3 separate regions of the Mus musculus genome follow, and all the other regions are linked to region 1. Evidence: chromatin contacts called from public HiChIP or PLAC-seq and promoter capture Hi-C data. All regions are on one chromosome and are shown on one strand. The core of a region is the stretch at or near the end of the contact, and the rest is flanking DNA. Distances in the headings are between cores, read along the strand shown.

Region 1 (4,305 bases), core at 1,418-3,917:
AGTCAAGTCCCGACAGCATCTTATTTTAAAATGAGAAAACACAACCCCACTCTCTGATCAGGAGACACCTGTGTGTCTCTTGTCCTGAACACTGACAATGGTGGTATGAGAACAGCTTCTAGTGCCTGTTGTGGAGAGGCCGGCTTTAACTGGCTATGGGGCCCTGCTCAGTCACCTGGGCCAGCTTTATATGAGCGTTGGTGTCCCTGCCCTGGGGTCCTAAATCCTCTGGGGGCAGAGTGGAGACCCTGACCACAGTTTGGTGGTGGGCGTATCCTGAGATAAATAATCCTCTTTCTCTCTTTCTTTCTGGCAGGGCGGGAGCAGTTTCATGGTCTGGGCTCCCTGTACTGCCGCGGAGCGGCCGCTATCATCCTTACATACGATGTGAACCACCCACAGAGCCTGTTTGAGCTGGAGGACAGATTCCTGGGCCTGACAGAAACAGCCAACAATGACTGCCTGTTTGCCATTGTGGGGAACAAAGTGGACCTGACCTCGGAGCGGGACACCGAGGGCGGGGAGAAGGAAGGACCGGCCTCTGGCAAGGTGGGCAGCTGTGTCTCCACCAAGGTACCCAAGCAGGTGCAGCCAGAGGATGCAGTGGCCCTTTACAAGAAGATCCTGAAGTACAAGATGCTGGATGAGAGGGAGATGCCAGCTGCTGAGCAGATGTGCTTCGAGACCAGTGCCAAGACTGGATACAATGTGGACCTCCTCTTTGAAACCTTGTTTGACCTGGTGGTACCTATGATCATGCGGCAGAGGGCTGAGGAGTCAGATCAGACTGTGGATATAGCCAGCTGCAAAACACCCAAACAGACTAGATCCGGGTGTTGTGCCTAATGGCAGGAGGTCTGTCTTGGCATGTGTGTGTGTGAGCCACTGGGCTAAGAAGTCTCACACAGCACTGGGTACCGAGGACAATAGGCAGAGTGACCACCAGCTGCTAATACAGGCCAGAGTGCCCAGCAACCTCTGGGCATCCGGAGGTGGCACTCAAACCCCCTGTGGAGCCTGCCTGGTGCCACCTCATCTACTGCCCTATGCATCTATCTCTCATGGAGATACCACCATGGAGCCTGCAGTCTGAAGACCTGCCTTGGACTGGTCTTGACTCTGCAGTCACTACGTCCTGCACTGTGTCTGTCCTCAGAGGCCTGTGTCCACTGTGATTCATATATGGTCTTCCTGTTTGATACCTGTACCTTGATATGTTATGATAATGATACTCCACTTTTAATTTATATAAAATCAGGAATGGCTGTTTTTATACTGGGTGAGGCCAGATGGGCTATACATTATTAAAAAGGATTTGGGGAAAAGCCTTGTTCTTGGGAATGTTTGACTTTATTTGAACCACAGGAAATTCCTTAATTCTGGGAGGTGTAATGGGGGCTGTTGGTGGGGATGATGGTTACCATGAAGCTGTCATTAAATGTGTGACAGTGAATCTCTCTCTCTTGAAAGTTTTGTTCAGTCCTTATCAATGCCAAGATTTTTGTGAGTCTTTTACCAAGTTGTCTGGACCGCCTGAACTGTAGCGGTGGCTACATTCACAGCTTTGATCCTGATCTGATCTGACTCCCTACCCCCCTTTCCAAGTCAAAACCTCTTTGTGGTTTTCCTGTGGGTGGGAGGCAGCTGCTCTGCAAGAAGCTGACAGGCAAATGTGGGAGACAATAATGCCTGTGTTCTTAGAAATTCATTGAGAGCAAGCAGGCAGAAACTGGGGTTCTATGAGGCAGAGAGGCCAGCCCATTGTGGGTGGATTTTGTTAACGCTGCTGAAGGCTCATGTCTTGGTTGGCCCGGTTGCTGCAGGCCTGAGTGGCCTTTCCTGCAAAGCCTGCATCCTTCAGATCAGACACAATGTTGTACCTGCTGTGGAGAGTGGGCTAGAACATTACCGCCAAGGCTTCTGCTGCTGAAGGGCGTCCCAGAGTCCCCACATTCAGTTTCACAATAGCCTGTTAAAACCTGAAACTGAGTGAGTCTGCTTCTTTCTGAAACAGCTGGAGCACCCCAATAGAGGCAGAAGCTGTACTTCCTGTCCTCGAGATGTATCTTGGCCAGTAACACATCTGGGAAGTGTGTGACTCAACCTGGGGTTATTCTTTTGACACTTCAGAGTGAAAATGTGGTCACATGACATGGCTTTTGCTGTTCATATTTAAGGTCCTGGGTGGGCAGGTGAATTCCCAGCATCATTTCTTCATAGTATTATCTTTCTTGAGTCCTGTCTGCACTGAGTTTCTCAGCTGCTGTCTTCCTGAATGGCTGTATGGCCAGGGGCTGCTACTCAGGGACAGACTGCTACTTCCACTTCAGTGTGCTGTGTGTTTGCTACTTAGAACTAAAAGTAGCTGCTGGCTTTCACTACACTCCTGTCTATTTCTTGAATGTCACTGGCCCTGTGTGGCCTGGGTGAGGAGCAGTTCATCAAATGTAGTCTGTATCCCATCAAGTGACATGGTGTCCTAAGCCGAACCCTGGCACCCTGTCCTGAGCATTCTTCTTGGGGACTTGGTACATTATTAGCCTTGGTCTCTCCATAGGGAACCAGGTCTTTGGGTCCTATTTAAGGGGCTACAGGACTTGAGTTTCTTTAGGAAGCCACCAGTTCTGTGAGTCATCAGTGGGTGACTTGCCTTTGTGGGCAGTGTGGATCTCTACAGGATGGGGAAGATGGTCTGGGGACTTATGCCCAAACACCCTTCTTTCCTTTGTTCCAGTGTGGTAGCCCCAGGATCTGGAGCCATGGCTGCTGCTGTCAGGGACCTTAGAAGCCTGTTGGGATTGTCACTCAGGTTTGAGGAACAGCTCCAGACATTTATCACTGCCTTTGAGGAATCAAACTTGGCCATGGTGGCAGGGAAGTTTGAGGTTAGCAGTGGTAAATTCTGGCTGCTGCCTCTCTGTAGCCCCAATTTCCCTCCTGGGACCAGCTTCTTGGGTGCACACAGAAACCGTCCTGTCCTGGGCTGTTCGTTGGTTCCTGTGACCTGATGGCTCTGGGCAGGTCCCTCTCTTGGGTCAGGAATTTGAGCAGAAGTGGTGGTCTTACCTGTGCTCACAGGCTTGCTGGCACTCTTGGGAGAACAGCTCTCTCCCAGCGGTATTTGGGTATGGAGCACTGTGTGTGGCACAGGGTTAGTTCCTGGGACCAGCTTCTTAAAAAGCACAATAGTCATACCCACCCGTTCCCCAAGTATAGGAAGAGCTGCAGACTGACAGGAAGCAGCCTCAGACGAGGACCTTGTTCCCACTTTGCCCATTACATAGTCTTCCATAGGTACCTTTGAGGAACCTCTAGAGACAGGGGAGAGAGATGGTTTCTTTCCCACAGTGGAGAGAAAATAGCACTGAATATATCTTCAGTTCCTTAGTCCTGGGGGTCCCCAACTGGAGGGATGACCATAGGTCTCTGAGAAGACAGACCCAGGTTCCCGGAGACCTTAGCTGGGTGTGTGATCCCCTCTCCAGGCATTTGTGACCCTTGAAGGTACATTGGCTCCATCCAGAGTTGGGGTGGTCTGGATGGCATTTCCTATTCGTGCTTCCTGCCCTTGGCTGCTGTCCCTGTTCCTCACGCCTCTGTAGCACGCACTGCCTCTCTTCCTACATTGGTTTCTTTGGACCTGCAATGAGTTCCAGGCAGAGTATAGGGCACACCAGCACACCAAAACCCCGTGATGCTTGTCTTAGAAGTTTGTGGGCCCAGACTCTTCCTTGGCTTATTGATAGATAGGTCTGCACATGGAGCCCACTGCCCTGTTCCTCAGAGGCAGCCCTGGCTGGAAGCATGTTTGTTCTAGGATGAGGACTGGAGGCTCACAGATTGCAAAGGGCCTCTGAGGCCAATGTGTGTTGTTAGCTAGAATGAGCCTGGTGTGGTCCCCAAGCCAAGCACTCTGCTGCACCCTGCTCCTCTTAGGACTGAAGTGGAGGTTGTGCAGCTGGGGGATAATGCAGTCGATTCTGCAGGTCATAGGCTGCTCTCTAGTGGCTAGAGCTGTTTCTGTCACTGAATACCAAATGGTTCTCCATCTCCGAAGTGTCTCTCCCCTGACCTTGGACAGTTTAATAGCTCTCATTTCACATTTCACCACTCACTCGGTTTCTCCCTGTGGGGAGTCACAGAGGTCTGGATCTCTGTGGGTAGTTGAATTTGCTGACCTATTAACCCTGGTGGAGCACCTCCTGGGAGCAGTGGGGTAGGAGAGCTCAAGGGATGCCCAGGGCCCTTCAAGAATAAAATGAAGACTAAGCCATCACAAGGCAAAAGGACAATCACAGCCCACCA
Region 2 (4,752 bases), core at 125-2,624, 200 kb after region 1:
TGACTTTCTTGCTGAGACTTGAGGGAGCTGAATCTTAAGCTCTTTTTGCAGTGTTGGAAGAGGCTGGGACATGATTGGGTATTACAAAGGGACCCTTTCTTTCCACATTTTACGGGATCTTTATGTGCTTGCTGTAGATAATACGGTAAGCAAACATTTTAAGTTCCTCCAGCATGAAACTCTATTTCAAGCCTAATTTGGAATGGCTAGTGTCAGCCCCGAGATGACTCTGAGGCCTGCCTCCCTTCATCTTCATAAACAATGGCATTTTGTTCCTCTCTTCAAGTTCCAAGTTTTACTGGGGAAAATAGCCGTAATGGTGTTCCTTGTTGTATAATCTTTTTTTAAAATTTTTTTTATAGATACAGATTGAATTTTAGAAGTCCATTTATAGTTAAAATTACTTTAGGGGCTAGAGAAGATGAGTTTTTAAAAATTATTATTATTAATATTGGCACATACTTATTAGGCAAAGTGGGATAATTGACATCTGCATTTGGTGTGACAGTCAGGTCAGATCAGGATGGCCAACATCTCTGTCTCTTCAGGCATCTACTGTCTCAGTGCTGAAAACCTACAGACTCCTCTCTCTATGACTGACATAATTAATTTCTTGTAACAATGAAGCCACAAAGCGTGGTTGCATTGAATTTTTTTTGTGTAATATTTTACAAGCTTCTCTTTCTGGCTCTCCCTTCCCTTCCTCCGTTGCTGGGATGAGAATGCAGGGATCCACAAGCTAGGGAAATGGTCTGTTGCTGAGCTGAACCCTCAGATCCTTGCCTTCAGCGTTGCTGGCTCACTGTCGTGGTGAAAAGCCATGGTTGTGGTGGTCAGTTGTGACCACCCTGTCCTTGGTGCTTGTCGCACACTGTGGGAACTGGATGACAAGGGGGTCTTCCTCCCCCACTTTGTGCTTGGCCTTGAGCTTAAGGGTGGTCACAGCTGGAATGGTGCCCACTGCAGCTGCAGCATCTGGTGTGGAAACTCCTGGCTCTGACATGTCCAGCTCGCTGCTCTTCTCTCTTCCCTGGCAGAAAACTGTGAGAAGCAGGATGGAGCCATTTGGTTCCAGCGCAGTGTGCGCCATGTGCTAGCTTGTTGTATAGTTGTGTGAGCGCTTGTCCCGTCTCTCTATTCTGCTTCTGTTCTCATGGTAACATTAGAGAGGGCACTGGGTATCCGATTATGAACATGCAGTCTTTACTAGAAAAAAAAATGAGAACATTAAAAAATGAGGAATAGCAAAAGGCTTGTGAAAGGAGGCGTCACTTCCCTCAGTTACTTGATTGCAAAACTCTTGGGAGATGTGGTTGCTTAAGCCCTCCACTGACATTTGGGGAAGAATGTGTTCTTGTGGTGAAGGCTGGTCTGGGAATTCAGATTTCTTCCTTTCTGTTCCCAGGAGTGTGAGGGGTCACCAGTGACATGTGACCAGTCAGCTCAGGATGGGTGTTGAACTTTCTGGACACCATGAACATAAGAGGGTCCGATTCCCCGGCTGACATCATGCTGTGGATTCGTTTAATATGCTACTGGGAACCAGATTGCTCTAGTGACCCAGATAAAGAAGGGACCTGGGGTGGGCTGACTTCATTTCTAATTCTGCTTCAGAGCTGAGTCAGTGGAAATCTGGTAGGAATCAGGTCATCTGGCTCCCTTCCCCGCCTCGTTCATTCCATGATTAAAATGGGAAATAAAAAAACCTTATCTCTGCTGGTCTTCTGGAGATACTGCCAATATCAATTAAGGACTAAAAATACTCCGCAGACACACTAGAAAGTTCTCCGCCAATGTTCCATTTTCGAGTCCTCCCCAGCTCAGTTTGGGTTATTTGAGAATTTGCAATTCAATTTTTATTTTATTTTACTTATTTATTTTATTATTATTTTGGGGGCCATCTGTTCAGAGTTCGGTCATAGTCTCTTTTGAGTTGTCTTTTTCTACATCTGAAAACCCTTCGAGAGAGCACTTTTGCTGCTAGCAGTTCTCACAGCTCCTCGGTTCCACCACCATGACAGGCTAAGGGTGAACGTATGTTTCACTCTGCCTTTGGACAAGTCTTGGTGGGGATTTCCTTCCTCAGCGCTCACTGGGCGTCTGGGAGGAGGATCCCACATCCATATGTGTGTGCTTGAATCTGCTCCTTCCAGTTGGTTTCATTGCTGCTGGCCCAGGGGTGGAGGAATGTACTATGTCCCCTCTCCTTTTGTCTTTATAAAGACCCAGAGGATCGGTGAGACCCTGAAGCAACTGAACAGTTTGGAGGGAAGCGGGTCTTTGAACATGCTCCCTTGTCTCGTTTGATCACGTGATGGTGGAGACCTTTTAAGCACCTCATGGCGCGTGAAGTGCTACTTGAGGGGGTGGGGAGTGGCAAATAGGGTCCTAACCAGGTCATTTCCCTTTGACTTTGCACTAATGAAGCTTAGAGAAAACCCTTGAGTCTTAAGCAACCCTGCCGGCCCACTCTAGAGTCTCTCATGCTTTGAAATGAGCTTTAGCAGGTTACCTACAGAGTAAAGATAAAATGTGTTTATGGGTTTTTTTTTTGTATTGATAATCTAAATATGCCAGTCTCTAAAACATCCCTCCATCAGACCCTTAGCTCCCTTTTGCTGCTACAAGGTACTCTAATCTCTCTAGGTTCAAAGGTTGGTGTCTCCTTCCTGTGTGTTCCCACCTTACAGTTTTTTTTTTCTTTCCTGTGACACCCAGCCCTGCTCCCCAGTCTTTCTCCAGCCCGCAGTGCATAGCAGTCTGACTCCTTTTGTCTCTGCCCATATTTATTTTGCATTCATCTTTGGAAGGTCAGCCTAAGGTCCAGAGCAGCACATTTTTTTTCTCTGTCTCTCGACTTTCTCTGTTTTTTGTTCTTTCCCAGTGTATTACAGCCCTTGTCAAACATTTATGCCATGAATGATAGTTCTTATTTTAAAAATCATGTTTCTTATTTCTTTTCTGATCTGGGGCAGAGGCCACCAGTAAACTTTCATCTTTTCGTTGGAAAAAAAAAATTACTGTTGAAAAGGAGACTGATCTAAGCCCACCGTCAAGCTATTGATCATTTGTGTGCTGAGATCAGAGCTGTGTCTCTGCTTATCAGTACCTGCAAGGGTCTAAAAAGAGAGACACGGATGGGCTGCTCAGAATGTCATCTGTTGGGAGCAAAAAGGTACCAGTGGCTGGGTGAGATTATAACCAACTCAATGAATAAAACTCAAGTATTTTTTTTATTTTATAGACTTTACATATTATACAGCTCCTAGTATCTACAAGCCATTATGTCAGGTGATAAATATTAGAAATCTAACATGGAACATCTGGAGAAGGTTTCATCCTTCATTTTCATATACTCATCGTATTCTCTTACGGTGCTGGGAAGGACTTAGAAAGGTTTATACTTTAGTCCATTTCCTTTGGCAGAACAGCCAATAGAATGAGCAGATGGGTGGGTGGGTGGGTGGGTGGATGGATGGATGGATGGATGGATGAGTGCATGCATGGGACGGTGGTTGGCATGTTGGATGTATGTGTAGATGGATGAGTAGATGGGTATGTGGGTAGATGGATATAGAAGGGAGATAGGTGGGTGGATGTGTGGACAGGTGGGTTTGTAGACAGGTGGGTGGATGTATGGACAGGTGCGTGAGTGGGTGGGTATATAGATGAGTAGGTAGGTAGATGTGTGGATAGGTGGGTGGTGGATATGTAGACAGATGTGTGGGTGGGTGGGTACGTGGATGGATGGATAGATGGGTGGATGGATGGATTGGTAGGTAGGTGAGAAGAGATTTGCTCATAAAATTGGCTCCTATGATTGGGAGGCTGAGGAGTTGTACCACATGACTCCTGAAAGCTGGTGACTTAACGAATTTAAGGCTGGAAGCCTGAGAGCCTGGGACTGCTGGCAAAATCTGTGTGTCTGAAGACTGGAGATCTGAACTTGTGGTGTAAGGACCAAGAATTGCCCTCTGCTTTGTTATGGCTCACACCTCCGCTGTCTGATGCTCCAGCCTATGACACTCAAAGGCAGGTCTCCCTCAGTCTGCCCACTAATGGAGATGCTGTTCTTAGCACAACACCTTGCAGGCACAGCCAGGAGTCATGCTTCACCAGAGTTCTGGACTCGACGTGGTCAAGTTAACACCTCAAACCGTCCATCTCAGCTGATCCTTTTTCTTACCCTGACTGACCTGTGTGTTGCCCCACAGGGAGAAAGAGGCTTGCCAGGGTTGCAAGGTGTCATTGGATTTCCCGGGATGCAAGGACCTGAGGGGCCACATGGACCACCAGGACAAAAGGTAAGCTTGACTGGAATGGGGGGAGGGTGAATGGCAGATGGCGCCCATCTTGTGACAGTGACCTGAGCCCTCCTCATGGCATTTCTGTTCTGCTGTAGGGTGATGCTGGAGAACCTGGACTTCCTGGCACAAAAGGGACGAGGGTAAGTCGAAAATCTGGTGACTCTGACAGAGGACCGAGGCGTCATGAGTGGGGTGCAGCCTCCACCCCAGGGCTGCCTTTCTATGTTTCCTCTATGCCTTCCCTCCTGCCTCTCTGCAGTGTCGTGGGCCATCACCCCTCTTTCCCGTGTGCTGGTGCTGCGTGCAAGCAGAACTCTTGCTGTATGAGTTTGCTTGCTCCTGTTTACTTCTTGAAGGGTCCCTTAGAGACATTTAAATTTGGGAGAGGGGGTAGCTAATCCAAGTCACTAGAGGACGAGAGGGCATCATTGACAGTGAGGAGACA
Region 3 (4,323 bases), core at 1,104-3,603, 230 kb before region 1:
AACTGTATAAAAGAGTGGGGAAGGCAAGCTGCTCAAAGGCAAACAAACATGTATAGATCTACTTCTCTCTGCTTTGGAGTGTGTGTGTGAGGTGATAGCTGTTCTGGGGTCCTGCTTCCTTGACTTCCCTACATGATGGACTATAATCTGAAAATATGAACTGAAACAAACACTTTCCTCTCCCAAGGAAAATCAAACTACGAAACATGGTGACAAAGAAAAAGAATGCTAGGCAAAGGTCAACCAAATCGACAACACAGAACAACCATAACAGAAAAGAGGACCGACTGACGAGTCATCAGTGACAGGAAACCTAACATGCTACATAAAAGTCTAAAGATAGAAATAGTGCATAGGTGTGGAAGTGCTTACCTTTTGTTCCAGCACTCAGAGGCAGGGAAATCTCTGTGGGTTTGAGGATACCCTGATCTCTACACAAAGTCCCAGGACAGTCAGGACTACACAAGGAAACCTTTCTCAAAACACACACACACACACACACACACACACACACACACACACACACCAGAACAGAACAACACACAGAGTAACCGCTGTGGAGTGGCTGTGCTTACAGCAGGTACACAGGACTGGGACCTGGGGGAAGTTCTTGGAGCATGGGGTTTGTTTCCTGTGAGATTCTGGCTAGCCATCCTCAGAGGATGGTTAGATGGAATCTGTACCACCCTGACTTCCTGTTCTGGGGAACAGCCTTTCTTTCTGCATGTGCTCCTGTATCTGCCATGGGCCCCTTACCAGAGCGTGCACATTGCTAGCTGGGCTTACAGCATCTAAAACTTTAAGCAGAACCTCATCTCTTAGGAAAGCCTTATAATATTATTATAAGTCATAATATTATTACAAAGCAAGCAAAAACAATGAACAAAATAGCTGCTCTGGAAACTGAGTGGGTTACGTATACAAAACCACAATGACTACTACAGAAGGCAGAGTTATATCCATCAGAAAAAGGTTGGCAGACAATGAAGACCAAGAACATCAACCCAAGGAACACTGGTGTCCCTGGGTCAAGAAGCAAGCAGACATCACACACAGTCCCCACAAAAGCACAAGTAAGAAGAGCATCTGGAACTACAGTGTGGTCTGACTCCTTGGGTCATATGAAAACGTATGAGGGAAAATGCAAAGTTAAGACCTAATTAAACTGTTGACCTTCATAAGAAAGAGAACAGTTCAGACTGAGAGCCCTGTGGAGCGCAGCCACCATACAACTTCAACCTTCCTCAGCAACATGCCAGATTTTCCTGAAGATCATGAAGGAGTAACAGAAGCTGCCAGGAATTTGGTTGTTTTTATTAACCTGGAGCTTCATTACAAATGAAACATTTTCAATTTAAAGGAAAAGGAAGCCTGGTCCAAGTGTATCATCCCAACCACTGACCTGTTAGACCATAAGGTAGCAGACTCCCGCGCAAAGGATTCCTGGGTGATGACACCCATGAGGCCAGACTACAGCCAATTGGCACTGAATTAAAGAGGCATTTGGGAGAAGAAGAACACAGAAATGGGAAAGTGCTCTCAGGTCCTCATGAGAGCAGTAAAGAAGAGCAAAGGGTCCCAAAAACCCTGGTGGGCACACCTCACTGGGTCCTCGGGGTCATGGGGGGTACTGTTGGCCTTGCATCCAGAATTACGTCATGGCCCACTAGGTATGAAGCTATCTTAAGGCCGACCCACTGGCACTCTGAAGTAGATGTACCCTGTATGCCCTCTCTGGGCACTGGATCTGTCCAGGGATAGTGTGGAGCACGGCTGAGTTAACTGAAGGACCGTTTGGAAGATTTTGCATGGTACTGAGGGAGAAAACTCCAAAAGCCTTACAAGGCAGAGCTGGGGGAAGACGGTGGAGAATGTGGCCATTTGCTCTGCCTTGTGATGACCTTTCAGGGACAGAAACAACAGAAATGGATGCAAAGAGAAGAGAGGAAGGGAGGGGCTTGAGCTGCTGGAGTGTTTAGACTTTGAGCCCTGTTCTTCAGGATCCCAGAACTGCAGAGCCATGGGCCATGTTCTTCAAGGACCATCTGGATCTGCTTGTCCTGGCACACATCCTGCAGTTCATCAAGTCCTCCAGCACCCTTCCAGGACGTCCGTTCATGGAAGGAGATATGATGGGCTTTGACCTTCACATTAAGAGTATTGACTGATGCCTTACCTCAAAGGTCTTGGGATTGTAGCAGACACGGGCAGGCAGTACAAAGCAGCAGAGAGGTTCTTAGGTGCAGTCAACTCGCATCAGTCTCTCCTGAAGACCAGACAACAAGCATGGCCCTACTCACAAGGAAAAGGAACCCTGATCACTTCCTAGTGGTGATGTCACAGGTCTCGGGCATTCCACGTATCCGAGAGATCAAGGCTGGGGAAGCTGAAGACCTTCCAGGGAAGGGCCTCCTCCTTCTGCTGGAGGGACCATGACAGCGAATAGAGGAGCAATGACCTTCTTATCTGTCTTCCTGCTGTGCTGTTGGCAAGACGTACAGCCCTGGCCGAATAGAGAGCTTTCAGGTAGAGTCCCCAGGAGACTGGCAGATAGAAAACTATAGGCACGATGAATCAGGCAGGCAATGTGGTTCTCTGCTATTGTTTGAAAGGGCTCCTTTCTAAGCTATAGGTTTGGAAATAATGATACCAGTAAGAGTAAAGAGATCTTTACGGTAACTGAGCCATGGGGGCCGTGCCCAGTAACCTGGATTAAGGCCTTTATAGAAAAGGTCTGTGTAGCACTTGACTGGTTTGCCTGGCCACTTCCTGCCATTAACATGCAGCAATGGAGCGTTGTTCTGAAGGAAGGAAGCAGCCCTCACTATTCACCATGCCTGCCTAACTGTGAGGAATAAAATCTATAGACTTTGGAATGACATATCCTCAGGTCTTTTATTGTCTCTGGAGCACAAAAAGGCTAAGGCCTTCTTCCTGCCCCGAGGAACGAAAGAAAATCGAAGTTTCTGTCTATGAAGTCCTTTGAAATTCTGCAAGTCTATGGAAGAGTTGTTATACTGTGTGCTTTAATTTTCATTAACTTGGGGAAATACTCTACCTTACCTAAAAGTAAAGGAGGGTTGCCAGGAGCCTCAGGATGGGTAGCTGCTCTTGAGTTTAAATGACTGTGCACATTTTGCTAGTTGATCTTTGCTTCATCATTGAGCATCTTATGTCAATCTCCTCTGTATTTTTTTGAGACAGGGTCTCACTCAAAGTTGAACCCAGAGCTCAGTAATTGGTTAAACTATCTGGGGAGGTAGCTCCAGGATCCACCTGTCTCCATCCTCACCATGCTGGGATTACAGACTCACACTACCATGGTTCTCCTGATTGCACACAGGCACTCTGCTGACAGTCATATCCTCAGCCCCTGGAATTCTTTAAGTGATAACTTTAAAGTTATTTTTCACTGAAGTTTTCATTCTGTACATTCATCACACATAACTAATTCCGCACAACATAAAGACATTTTTGTAGCAGTGAGTGACATGTGCCAAACATGTTCCTTCCCATTTCTTTCTACCCTGCTGTCTCCGTTTTCCACAGCCCTGAAGAAACTTCATAACCCAACAACTTGTAAAAGAAAGCATTTAATTTGGTGCTCAAAGCTCCAAAGGGTTAGAGTTCATGATCATCGTGGTGGGGAGCAGGGCAGCAGTCATGCTGAAGTAGGAGCTAAGAGCTTGCTTATGTCCTTATACCCAAGTAGAATACGCAGAGAGGGTTAACCAGGGATGGCTGAGTTTTTGAAAACCTCAAAGCTCACCCACAGTGACACAACTCCTCCAGCAAGGCTACACTTTCTAATTCTTCCCAAACAGTTCCACTAACTGGGGACTAAGCATACATGAGCCTACGGGGGGGGGGGGGGGCATTTCTACTCCAATCACGCCTGATTTCTGTTTAGCCCCCTTCATTCTCCCAGAAAGTCTTGCTTTACCTTCATGTCATATACACTGTGATTACATTTCAGAAATCAGATTTATTTCCTTACTGTGGTCATCTCCAGATACATTTCTTTCCTGAAAATGGCACCATGTTGTTCCTTATGGCTGAAGGAGATTCAATTGTGTATATACTACATATTTTCCTCACCCGTTCCTCTGCTCTTAGGAACCTGAGTTGGTTCCATCACTGAGCTAGTGTGAATTTTGCCACAGTAAACATCAGCGTTTAGTTAGCTCCATTGGTGTTGATTTGAGGTCCCCTGGGTAAATATCTTGAACTGGACCACAATGGCTCTTGTTTTAGTTCTTCGAGAAATGTCCATCCTGAATTCCATGGTAAGTAGACTAGTTTACATTCACACCAGCAGTTATC

What was found. HiChIP or PLAC-seq counts read pairs in DNA pulled down with a chosen protein or histone mark. Capture Hi-C pulls out chosen DNA fragments and counts their contacts.
Region 2: a contact with region 1 is called in a promoter capture Hi-C map of adipose tissue. The contact joins two enhancer-like sites. A contact is called at or near these places in 1 of 15 datasets of contacts at CTCF or cohesin (the NIH/3T3 cell line), 3 of 484 Hi-C or Micro-C datasets (the HL-1 cell line, the Patski cell line and bone marrow-derived macrophages), 3 of 115 datasets of contacts at active chromatin or transcription factors (extraembryonic endoderm stem cells, fibro-adipogenic progenitors and trophoblast stem cells) and 3 of 9 other capture datasets (adipose tissue, liver and pancreatic islet).
Region 3: an H3K27ac HiChIP or PLAC-seq map of T-cell acute lymphoblastic leukemia shows a contact between it and region 1, with 2.7 times the contacts expected there. The contact joins the promoter of 1700016D06Rik here to the enhancer-like site in region 1. A contact is called at or near these places in 4 of 39 promoter capture datasets (frontonasal cranial neural crest, hippocampal neurons, pre-B cells and 1 more) and 2 of 115 datasets of contacts at active chromatin or transcription factors (T-cell acute lymphoblastic leukemia and oligodendrocyte precursor cells).

Annotation. Positions count from the first base shown.
Region 1 is chr8:11,450,538-11,454,842 of GRCm38.p6, reverse strand. It overlaps Rab20 (RAB20, member RAS oncogene family), which reads left to right. Exons shown (of 2, transcript NM_011227.2): 2 at 317-1,453. The coding sequence ends at 846. Among named protein-coding and RNA genes, the nearest start is that of E230013L22Rik, 25 kb to the left of the region's middle. Within about 2 kb of position 2,667, at least 128 of the 459 cell types and tissues checked have an H3K27ac peak or open chromatin away from gene starts, as enhancers often do. A contact at or near this core is called in T-cell acute lymphoblastic leukemia, adipose tissue, bone marrow-derived macrophages and 1 more, where this site is marked.
Region 2 is chr8:11,246,558-11,251,309 of GRCm38.p6, reverse strand. It overlaps Col4a1 (collagen, type IV, alpha 1), which reads left to right. Exons shown (of 52, transcript NM_009931.2): 3 at 4,215-4,304; 4 at 4,403-4,447. Among named protein-coding and RNA genes, the nearest start is that of Gm32709, 12 kb to the left of the region's middle. Within about 2 kb of position 1,374, at least 55 of the 459 cell types and tissues checked have an H3K27ac peak or open chromatin away from gene starts, as enhancers often do. A contact at or near this core is called in adipose tissue and bone marrow-derived macrophages, where this site is marked.
Region 3 is chr8:11,676,779-11,681,101 of GRCm38.p6, reverse strand. 1700016D06Rik (RIKEN cDNA 1700016D06 gene) reads left to right here and starts at 2,353. Exons shown (of 6, transcript NM_024271.2): 1 at 2,353-2,526. The coding sequence starts at 2,433.